Linked DNA regions of Sus scrofa: regions 1 and 2 are each linked to region 3. A link is a contact called in public Hi-C data. All regions are on one chromosome and are shown on one strand. Each heading gives the region's core, a stretch centred on a gene start, on an enhancer-like site or on the middle of the called end of the contact. The rest is flanking DNA. Distances are from core to core; before and after follow the strand shown.

Evidence for each region. A called contact is a pair of places that touch in the nucleus more often than the background predicts.
Region 1: a contact with region 3 is called in a Hi-C map of embryonic fibroblasts, with 2.1 times the contacts expected there. The contact joins the enhancer-like site here to the promoter of TGFBR2 in region 3. A contact is called at or near these places in 1 of 5 promoter capture datasets (liver), 13 of 47 Hi-C or Micro-C datasets (alveolar macrophages, blood, embryonic fibroblasts and 6 more) and 2 of 2 datasets of contacts at active chromatin or transcription factors (alveolar macrophages and skeletal muscle).
Region 2: a Hi-C map of retroperitoneal adipose tissue shows a contact between it and region 3, with 1.5 times the contacts expected there. The contact joins the enhancer-like site here to the promoter of TGFBR2 in region 3. A contact is called at or near these places in 2 of 5 promoter capture datasets (fetal skeletal muscle and liver), 6 of 47 Hi-C or Micro-C datasets (embryonic fibroblasts, heart right ventricle, liver and 2 more) and 1 of 2 datasets of contacts at active chromatin or transcription factors (skeletal muscle).

Annotation. Positions count from the first base shown.
Region 1 is chr13:16,833,240-16,835,939 of Sscrofa11.1, forward strand. The region is part of intron 3 of TGFBR2 (TGF-beta receptor type-2); the gene reads left to right. Among named protein-coding and RNA genes, the nearest start is that of TGFBR2, 50 kb to the left of the region's middle. Within about 2 kb of position 1,257, at least 53 of the 83 cell types and tissues checked have an H3K27ac peak or open chromatin away from gene starts, as enhancers often do. A contact at or near this core is called in alveolar macrophages, embryonic fibroblasts, liver and 4 more, where this site is marked.
Region 2 is chr13:16,722,603-16,725,302 of Sscrofa11.1, forward strand. No RefSeq gene overlaps it. Among named protein-coding and RNA genes, the nearest start is that of TGFBR2, 60 kb to the right of the region's middle. Within about 2 kb of position 1,344, at least 17 of the 83 cell types and tissues checked have an H3K27ac peak or open chromatin away from gene starts, as enhancers often do. A contact at or near this core is called in retroperitoneal adipose tissue, where this site is marked.
Region 3 is chr13:16,783,097-16,785,796 of Sscrofa11.1, forward strand. It overlaps TGFBR2 (TGF-beta receptor type-2), which reads left to right and starts at 1,274. Exons shown (of 7, transcript XM_021071493.1): 1 at 1,274-1,564. The coding sequence starts at 1,471.

The DNA.
Region 1 (2,700 bases), core at 7-2,506, 50 kb after region 3:
CCATCCATTCTCTTGGTACCTGTGAATCCGAGGGACATACTCACTGGAAAGTGCACCGTTGAGGAAACTCTTCTCTGCATTGTACCATCACCTTGCTGAGGGAGCTGGGAGAAACTTCAGTCAGTTCTCTGCCCTGGAACGTTTTCTCCCCTCAGGAGGACATACTTGCTTCTGATCTTAAGGACACTCGGAGGCATATCTAGCAGGGGTCTGCAGACTTCTTTGCTAAAGGACCAGTTACAAAAATATCTTTGGCTTTGCAAGCCACAGAGCCTCACTGCAGCTGCTGCTGGATCTGTAAACAAGGGGACGAGACAGTGTTCCAATAAAATTTTATTTGCAAACAAGGCTTCAACCCCTGATGTAGATGACCACGTTGTGTTGTTGCATTTCTTCCTGCAACGCTAACTACCAGAAAAGCGTGAGTTATGCTTCTAGCAAGCATGTGAGCATGCATTTTGTACACTGACATCACCCCTGCTTGCCAGTGTTCCTTTATGGACCTTCCATTTGTCTGGATTCTAGCTCCTGCTTGAATTTCTTTTGGCTCCCTCCACTACATGCCCATCTCTGGGTTGCATGAGATTTTTCTTTTTTTACAGGATGGAATGAGCAGTAAATATGTCAGTTATTTCTAATTAGAAACCAGGACTCTAGAAACCACTCTGTCTCAAAGTTCACCCTACATGGTTAAGTAGAAAGTGCCCATCACCCAGAACATGCTCCTTGAGACCCTGAGTCTGCCTGCAGGGCCACAGTAGCGCAGGCGCATGCTCCCCACCTGGGAGGCTGGGAGCACTGAGTCTGGGACTCAAGCAGCCACAAAGTTTCTTTCTTTCCTCCCTCATTGTTGTCGAGTTTCTTTTAAATGAAAACAGCCTCTTTGGTTTGCAAGCCTAAAGCTGGCAGGAAGACAAATGATTTTTTTTTTTTTTTTTTTTTTTTTTTTTACAGTATCAGACACGCGGTTTCCTGTCTCTGTTTAACTCGCTAGCAGAACATCTCAGCCAGCTGGTTCCCTCTGGACCTGTTGTGACCTTAATAACGTTGCTTCCCGCCATCCAGCAGGCGTACTCCCGGTGTGGATCACGTGCCTGGGGTGTTTTATGGACTCAGCTGGGTTTCTGAGATGGGGAGGGCTTGGATGTGCTGGCCTCTTTCTCTCAAATCTCATTTTGTGTGTTTTGCTCCAGCCTCCGGCAGCTGCCTTCGTAAGGGAAGCTCTGGGTTCTTGCGTGTAAGAAATCAGCAGAATGATGGTGCTGTTGGTGTGTGGCCTTTGAACTGTGCTCTCACAGCTCAAAATAGCTGGCTCACCACTTGTGCCTTTTTGTTTCTAAAGAAACATGCCAGATTTACTTTCTGGTCTCATTGCAAAAGAAAAAAAAAAAGTGTGGCAATACGGAGGAGAAAAGTTGTTAGAAGAGGAAGAAAATTGCGGATTAAAAGTCACCCATCTCATTCTGGGGAATAGAAATCAGTTATTTGAGGGGATGACTCAGGACTGAAGGAGCCTTGGGTGGAGAATGAGTTAGGTTAGAAGCATCCTCTGCATCTGGGAACTTGGCCCGTGTCTGGCCAAGGAAATAATAAAGATCATACATGCTGGAGGGCTCTGACTCAGCCGAGTGAAGCTTAGCATGCATTTCTAGTGTCTTCAGGCAAAGCAACTGGTTTTTGTGGATTTTTATTTTCCCTAAGCAACAAAGTAAACAAAGATGTTCTGAGGCCAGATGTGGTTGCCGGCTGTGAATATTTCTACCCTTGAACCTCACTCTGACGTGAATCGCAGTAGTGTGGGATCCATTAAGGACACAGTCTGTTTCGAATCCCATCCCCTGGATGTGAGTAGCCAATAAAACAGTTGGACCAGTGAGGCTGGCGTTGCTGCCAGGCTGTGGTCAGCCATCTCTCATCTCACAGCTGCCTCCTTGTGTTCTGTAAACAACACACAGATGGGTGACAGCAAAAAGGGTCCAGGAGACTGTTTGCTACTTGACAAGTACCTCAGTGTCCCACCAGTGGAAAAACACCTGGGAGCTAACTAACCTCTGGGAAACTGACCCTTGTTTCCGCCCGTCCTGAACTCCAAGGCTTGTATTTACCTCCAGTTGGACGTCTGGCTCACTTGCTTCTGGAAAACCTTTTCTGATCCTCAGATAACTCTTGCATGCAGCTAAAATAGCAATGTTTCCAGCAATAATTATGCCTTCAAAACTAATTTATTGAAGTATAGTTGATTTACATTCACAATGTGTTAGTTTCAGGTGTACAACACAGTGACTCAGAATATATATATATATATATAATATGAAATTATTTCTCATGTTCTTTTCCATTATGGTTTATCGCAGGATACTGAATAGAGTTCCCTGTGCTCTACAGTAGGACCTTGTTGTTTATGCATCCGATATATGCTAGTTTGCCTCTTCTAACCCTAAACTCCTAGTCCTTCCCTCTCCCACCCAGTCCTCTCCCTTGGCAACCACAAGTCTGTTCTCTATTTCTGTGAGTCTATTTCTGTTTTATAGATAAGTTTATCTGCCATATTTTAGATTTCACACATTATTAACTTTTAAAGAAATCAAATTTGCATCTCTATTTAAATATATATGTGTGTATCTATGTATATATGTGTGTGTGTGTATGTATATATGAAGCTCATACTGCTGTTTCCAGCATCGATGCTGGAAATGAATC
Region 2 (2,700 bases), core at 94-2,593, 60 kb before region 3:
AGTCAAAATATAACTGGCTTAGAGGGTACTTAATGGTCATTAAATTGTAACCCAATGAAAATTAAGCTCTTCAAATTCTGTTGACAAAAATTTAGAATATCAGGCACTACCATGTTAAGTCATTTCTTCTTTACTTATTTGCTAGTGGCAAATGCATAAAGTCTGTTATTTCATGCTTTTGTTAATTGGCTTTATCTTTGGGTTCACATTATGACTCTGTGTTTTCCATTTGTTCCATCTCCCCCTTATCATCTTCTCATTTAGTATCTTTGGAAGCTTCCCTACAAATTTCAAAATGAAGATATAATTTATGGGTGTTCTGGCTTTAGAAAGGGCCCTTTTTATATAGAGTCATGAATATAACCAAGGATTTTGTCCCATAAAATCCATCAATTTTGGGAAAAAGAACTGGCATTTAATTGTCAGGGATAAAAATCCACTTTTTTCATCATGTTAATTATTGCCACAAAAAGAAACTACATTGATCAGTTTCTCAGTTTTTCACCTGAGGAAGATGTCTGAAGGAATGAGTAGTTAAAATATATACACTTTGATCAGACAAACCTGAGTTCAAATTCCTGCATTGCTACCTATTTGTAGGGTGTTAAAAATGAGGCTCTTAATTCAGTAATGGTGGAATCCTGACACTGTCTCTTCCTAGCTCTGAGACTTGGATCAGCTTATTAATTCTCTGGGCTTTGTCTTAGTGGCGAATGGGCAACATAAGTGGATATGTTTGGGAAAATTAAGTAAGGCAATATATAGCAAGTGCAAAGCCCATAAAAGCAACGCATGAGGAAAACAGGGATAAATTTTAAGAAAAGTGTATCTGGCTACAACCCTGACACCACCATACTTTTTAACTTTCATTGTACTTTATCTCATGAGTAATCAATATTTACTGTAAAAAAAACAAAAACAAAAACAAAACAAAACAAAAAAACCTGGAAAATATAGACTTTTTTTTTTTCAAAATGAGAACTGTTTCATCACTTATAGAATTATCTTCCAGAAATAATTTCTATGGAGAGTCTATGGATTAAATTCTGTGAATTGAATCCTTTCAGACTTGATCTCGAAACATCTAGGTGACATAATGTAGTCCCTGAAGGCTTCCCTTCCACCTAGGAGAGGGTGGGCCGGCTCCCTCATGGAAGAGTAGAGAAGGCCATGGGAAAATTGATTTTTACAAGATAAATCAGGAGAAAGGATCCTGAGAAGATTTGGGAGGAAATGAACTTTTTTGTTTGTTTGTTTTCACAAATGAGGAACTGTTGTGAATTCCAGGCAGGGTATTGTTTTCTGCCAGCTCTTTTTTTTGGAAGAGGCCACAGTACTAAGATGGAGTTCCTCCCAGGAAGATAACAGGCCCTGGAGGATCTCTGCTGGGTGAGTTTCAGTAAATATGATGACTCAATATTGTTTTTACTGTTAACTCCCAATGACTGAATTGGGAAGGATTGTTAAAGTATTAACTTTTTTAATAAGTTGCCTTACTTTCCCCTTGATTAGCGGAAATTTTGTGAAATATTTTTGGCTATTCTCTGTGGTCTTTAGTATCCAAAGATCTGAACAAATATTTTTGAAACATTTCTCATAAAACCTATCTGTTAACAATATTGTGTGTAATATTTATATACTGCTACCTTATTCACTGTATTTGGAATATTAATAGCATAGCTACCATCTTTGGGGTGCTCAGTTTGTGCATGAATTTTTCCAAATCCCATTTTTAAATTAAAAAAAAAAAAAAACCTGAAGCTTAGTGCAGTTAAGTAAATTGGTCAAGGTCACAGAGTTAGTGAGTAGTGGGAACAGAACTTAAGCATAGGTTTCCTGGAATCCAAAAATGGTATTCTATTCATGACAACATGTTATAGCTTATTTTGTATGTACACACATGAGCACAGACACACTCCAGACCACTCACCAGAACACAATCAAGCAACTGCTGATAAAGAAAAACGTACATAATTAGAGAAATGTTTGAATGTAGGAATGGGCTTTGCAAGGGTCCACTAGGGACAGAACACTATGGCCCTGGAATTATACTTCCATTGGGAACTTCTCCATATCTATGTAGCAAAGTTACTAATTTTAATAAGTTAATAAAATTTATTCATGGTCAAGAGTCTACACATACACACAAGTATTATATTTGCATAACCCAGAAATAGAAAGGAAAAACACCTGTGAGTATTTCACAAGTTCTGAGATGACTCCTGAAAAACCTACAGCCTCCATATTTTGGTGAAGATGATCCCAGCTAAAAACTCCAGCAATTGAAAACGTGAGTTCAAGGTCTAGATGGAAATGGAGGGAGGATGGGGTTGAAGCCAAACCCTTCCTTTTCTTCCAATTCCTTAAGGATGTAATGAACATCAAAAACAGACTTATAGAACCATAGGAAGTTTATTTCTTTTTGCCCTTATGTCCTCTCTCTGTTGAACTTCTACTAGCTTGGAATCAGGGAAGAATCTTGATTAATGAATGGAGATAAAGGCAGAAAGAGAGCTAATGTATGTTAAGCATCCACTAAAGGCCAGGCATTCACCCAGGTGGTCTCTATATCAAGTCCCTTCTCCACACCCCTGAAAAGTAGATATTACTATCACATCTTCCAGTTAAAGAAACTGAAGATCAGATAAGATAAAAAAAAAAAAAAAACTTCACTAATTTAACCCATGTATTAAATATCAG
Region 3 (2,700 bases), core at 24-2,523:
ACAAGACTTAAGGCTCCAGGATCAAGCAGAAGAACGTAGATTGATAGGGAAGATTTCAGGGGTTGGGTTTCCAGGGAGAGTTAGTTGCCTTTATTCTACGTAAGCCTGGCCACCTGCCTCTGCAAACAAGTTTTCTCTCAGATAAAGGAGTTTATTGTGAAAGGTCTCCTGATGGGAACGCTGTACTTGGAAGGCTGAAAGTAGGGTGAGCATATAAGTCATTATCCAACTGAGACACATGGGAACAAGAAAAGGGTTCTATTAATAATTTAGTTTTGGAACAGATGTACATCAGAATGGTTTGGGGCAAACCTGGTCAACCTAGCAAGTAGGGAAAGTTTAAAGTTGGTCCTGTTCTGCTACCACCAATGTCCCCCTTTTCAGGGGACAGACTCAGGGTTCTCTCCTGTCACAGAGCATTAGAAGGCAAGACCTGGCACTTAGCTGAGTCCCAGGCCACTATTTTCACACTTTCTGCCATACCTGACACACAATGAAGGTAACATTTTCCACTGTTACCACTCTGTGATGTCTTACCATGTACAATTACACACTGAGTCACCCCCAGGAAAAAAAGGCGGTTCAAAATGGGAGATATCATCCAAGAGCTTATCAAAATGCTGTCTCTTAGAGGAACTGAGGCAGAATCCGCATTTTAACGAGACTTTCAGGGAGTCCATAAGTACATTAAACTTGGAGACAAAGTTTTGGACTTTCTCCTTCAGTAACAAACATGTATCACAATGTGACAGTGTAGGCATACATAATTGAAACAAAAGTTTAAGGAGACAATACTCTTCTATTTGAAAACCAAAAACGTGCTCACAACTCAGGTTTCAGCACCCACTGCTGGGTTGCCCCTGGGAGTTTGAAAACTCCGTTCTAAAGCACTGAAGAACAAACTCAAAAAGGGTAGTGGGGAGGGGAGAATGCTTCGCAGGGGTGCTTTGGAAAGGGTTCATGCTTTCTGCGTTCAGTGACTTTCTGTAACCCTTGCACTAGGTCGCTCCACAGTAGGTCCTCGAGCGAGGAACCGGCAACAGCAGCGAGGGGTAGCTCAAAGTCTGCCAGAGCCCCGGAGGGGCAGTCCCGGGGACGTGATTGGCAGCTGCGAGGGAGGGCGAGGGCCGGGAGCCGGGCCGGGGGAGCAGGCTCCGGGGCGGCGAGAGGTCCTGCCCAGCTGTTGGCGAGGAGTTTCCTGTTTCCCCCGCAGCGCCAGGGAGAAGTCGTGAGTCACTCGCGCGCCCGGCCCGACGACACCCCGCGCGCGCACCCGCCGGCCGGGCCGGCCTCCCGCGCACCCCCTCGGCCGCCCGGGCCCCTGCGCCTCGCCCGCTGCTACCCCTGCGCGCGCCGGGCGGCGCCACATCTGGCCGCACCGCTGCCGGCGCCCGGCGCGGGTCCGGAGGGCGCGGGTGGAGGCGCAGCGGGCGCGCTCGGGCCGGTCTATGCCGAGCGGCGGGGGCTGCCATGGGCCGGGGGCTGCTCGGGGGCCTGTGGCCGCTGCACGTCGTCCTGTGGACGCGCATCGCCAGCACGATCCCGCCGCACGTTCCCAAGTCGGGTGAGTGGCCCCTACCCGGTCTCGGCGCTGGGGTCCCCGGGTCCCCACCGGGTTGCGCTTGACAGTGGCCCGGGCTGCGAGCGCGGGCGGAAGCCGGGACGTGTCCCCGATCCCCGCGGCCCGGCGCCCCGCGCGGGGACGTGTGCGTTTTTCTTTTCCAAAAACCCGGAGAGTGGCCGTGGCGGGGGGCGCGGGGCGCACCCGGCCCCCTTTGTGCGGGAAGGAAGGGCGCCGTGCCGGCAGTCCTGGCCGCCCCCACCCCCGGAAAGGGAAGTTTGAGAAGTTGGTGATCGGCAGAGTCAGGACGCGGCCCGGGCGGCCTCTGAGCAGCGGGCACACCTGGTTCCCGGCCCAGGATCGCTTAGCAGCCCCTAAAGGGCAGGACACCCCATCCTCAGCTCCTGGCAAAGGCCACATGCCCCTACGTCGGCTGGCTTCTTGGCCTGGAGTTACTGAAAAAAAGTTTCAAGAAAAGGAGCGTTGGCAAAAGAAAGTTTTCTGGCTCCACTGCTGGCTTGGAGTGGATGGGGCAGGGAGTGGGGGTTGTCAGGTGGAAGACAGAGTATTTACCGAGTGCCTGCTAGGTACTGGTGCTTGGTGCTGCGTGCTAGGTGCTGGAGATGTTGCCTGAACCGAACAACCCCGCCTTCCAGGTTTAGAGGTTCATTACGTTTGGTGGAAAGGAAGGGTTAAAATCCTAAATCCCCTACCCACCTGATCTTGATCTCTAGAGAGTTTTGAGGAGAGAAAAAATGCAAGAATTGCGTTCTTACTGATTTATTATGGAAAGTACCAAACCTCTGAGACCTTAAACGTTAGAAATTTTGTACCTCTGATCTACAGAACTGAGGAGCTGCATCTAGGGTCTGGTAACTGAGTCTTTGGACCTTTCTGGGCCTCAGTCTCTGCATCTGTGAAATGATGTGGTTAGACTTGGATCATTTTCCGTTCCTTTCATCTTTAATACCTAATGTCTCTCTTTTGCCCTTTGGTGACCTGGAGATGCACTGTATAGATTTGGAATAACTTGTAGAAGATCTGACAGCCCCTGTGGCTCTAAGGCACACACTTTGTTTACCAAGGACCAGAGGCAGACTTCCCTTTAGTTTTGTTTAGAAGAAATTTGCACCATGTTC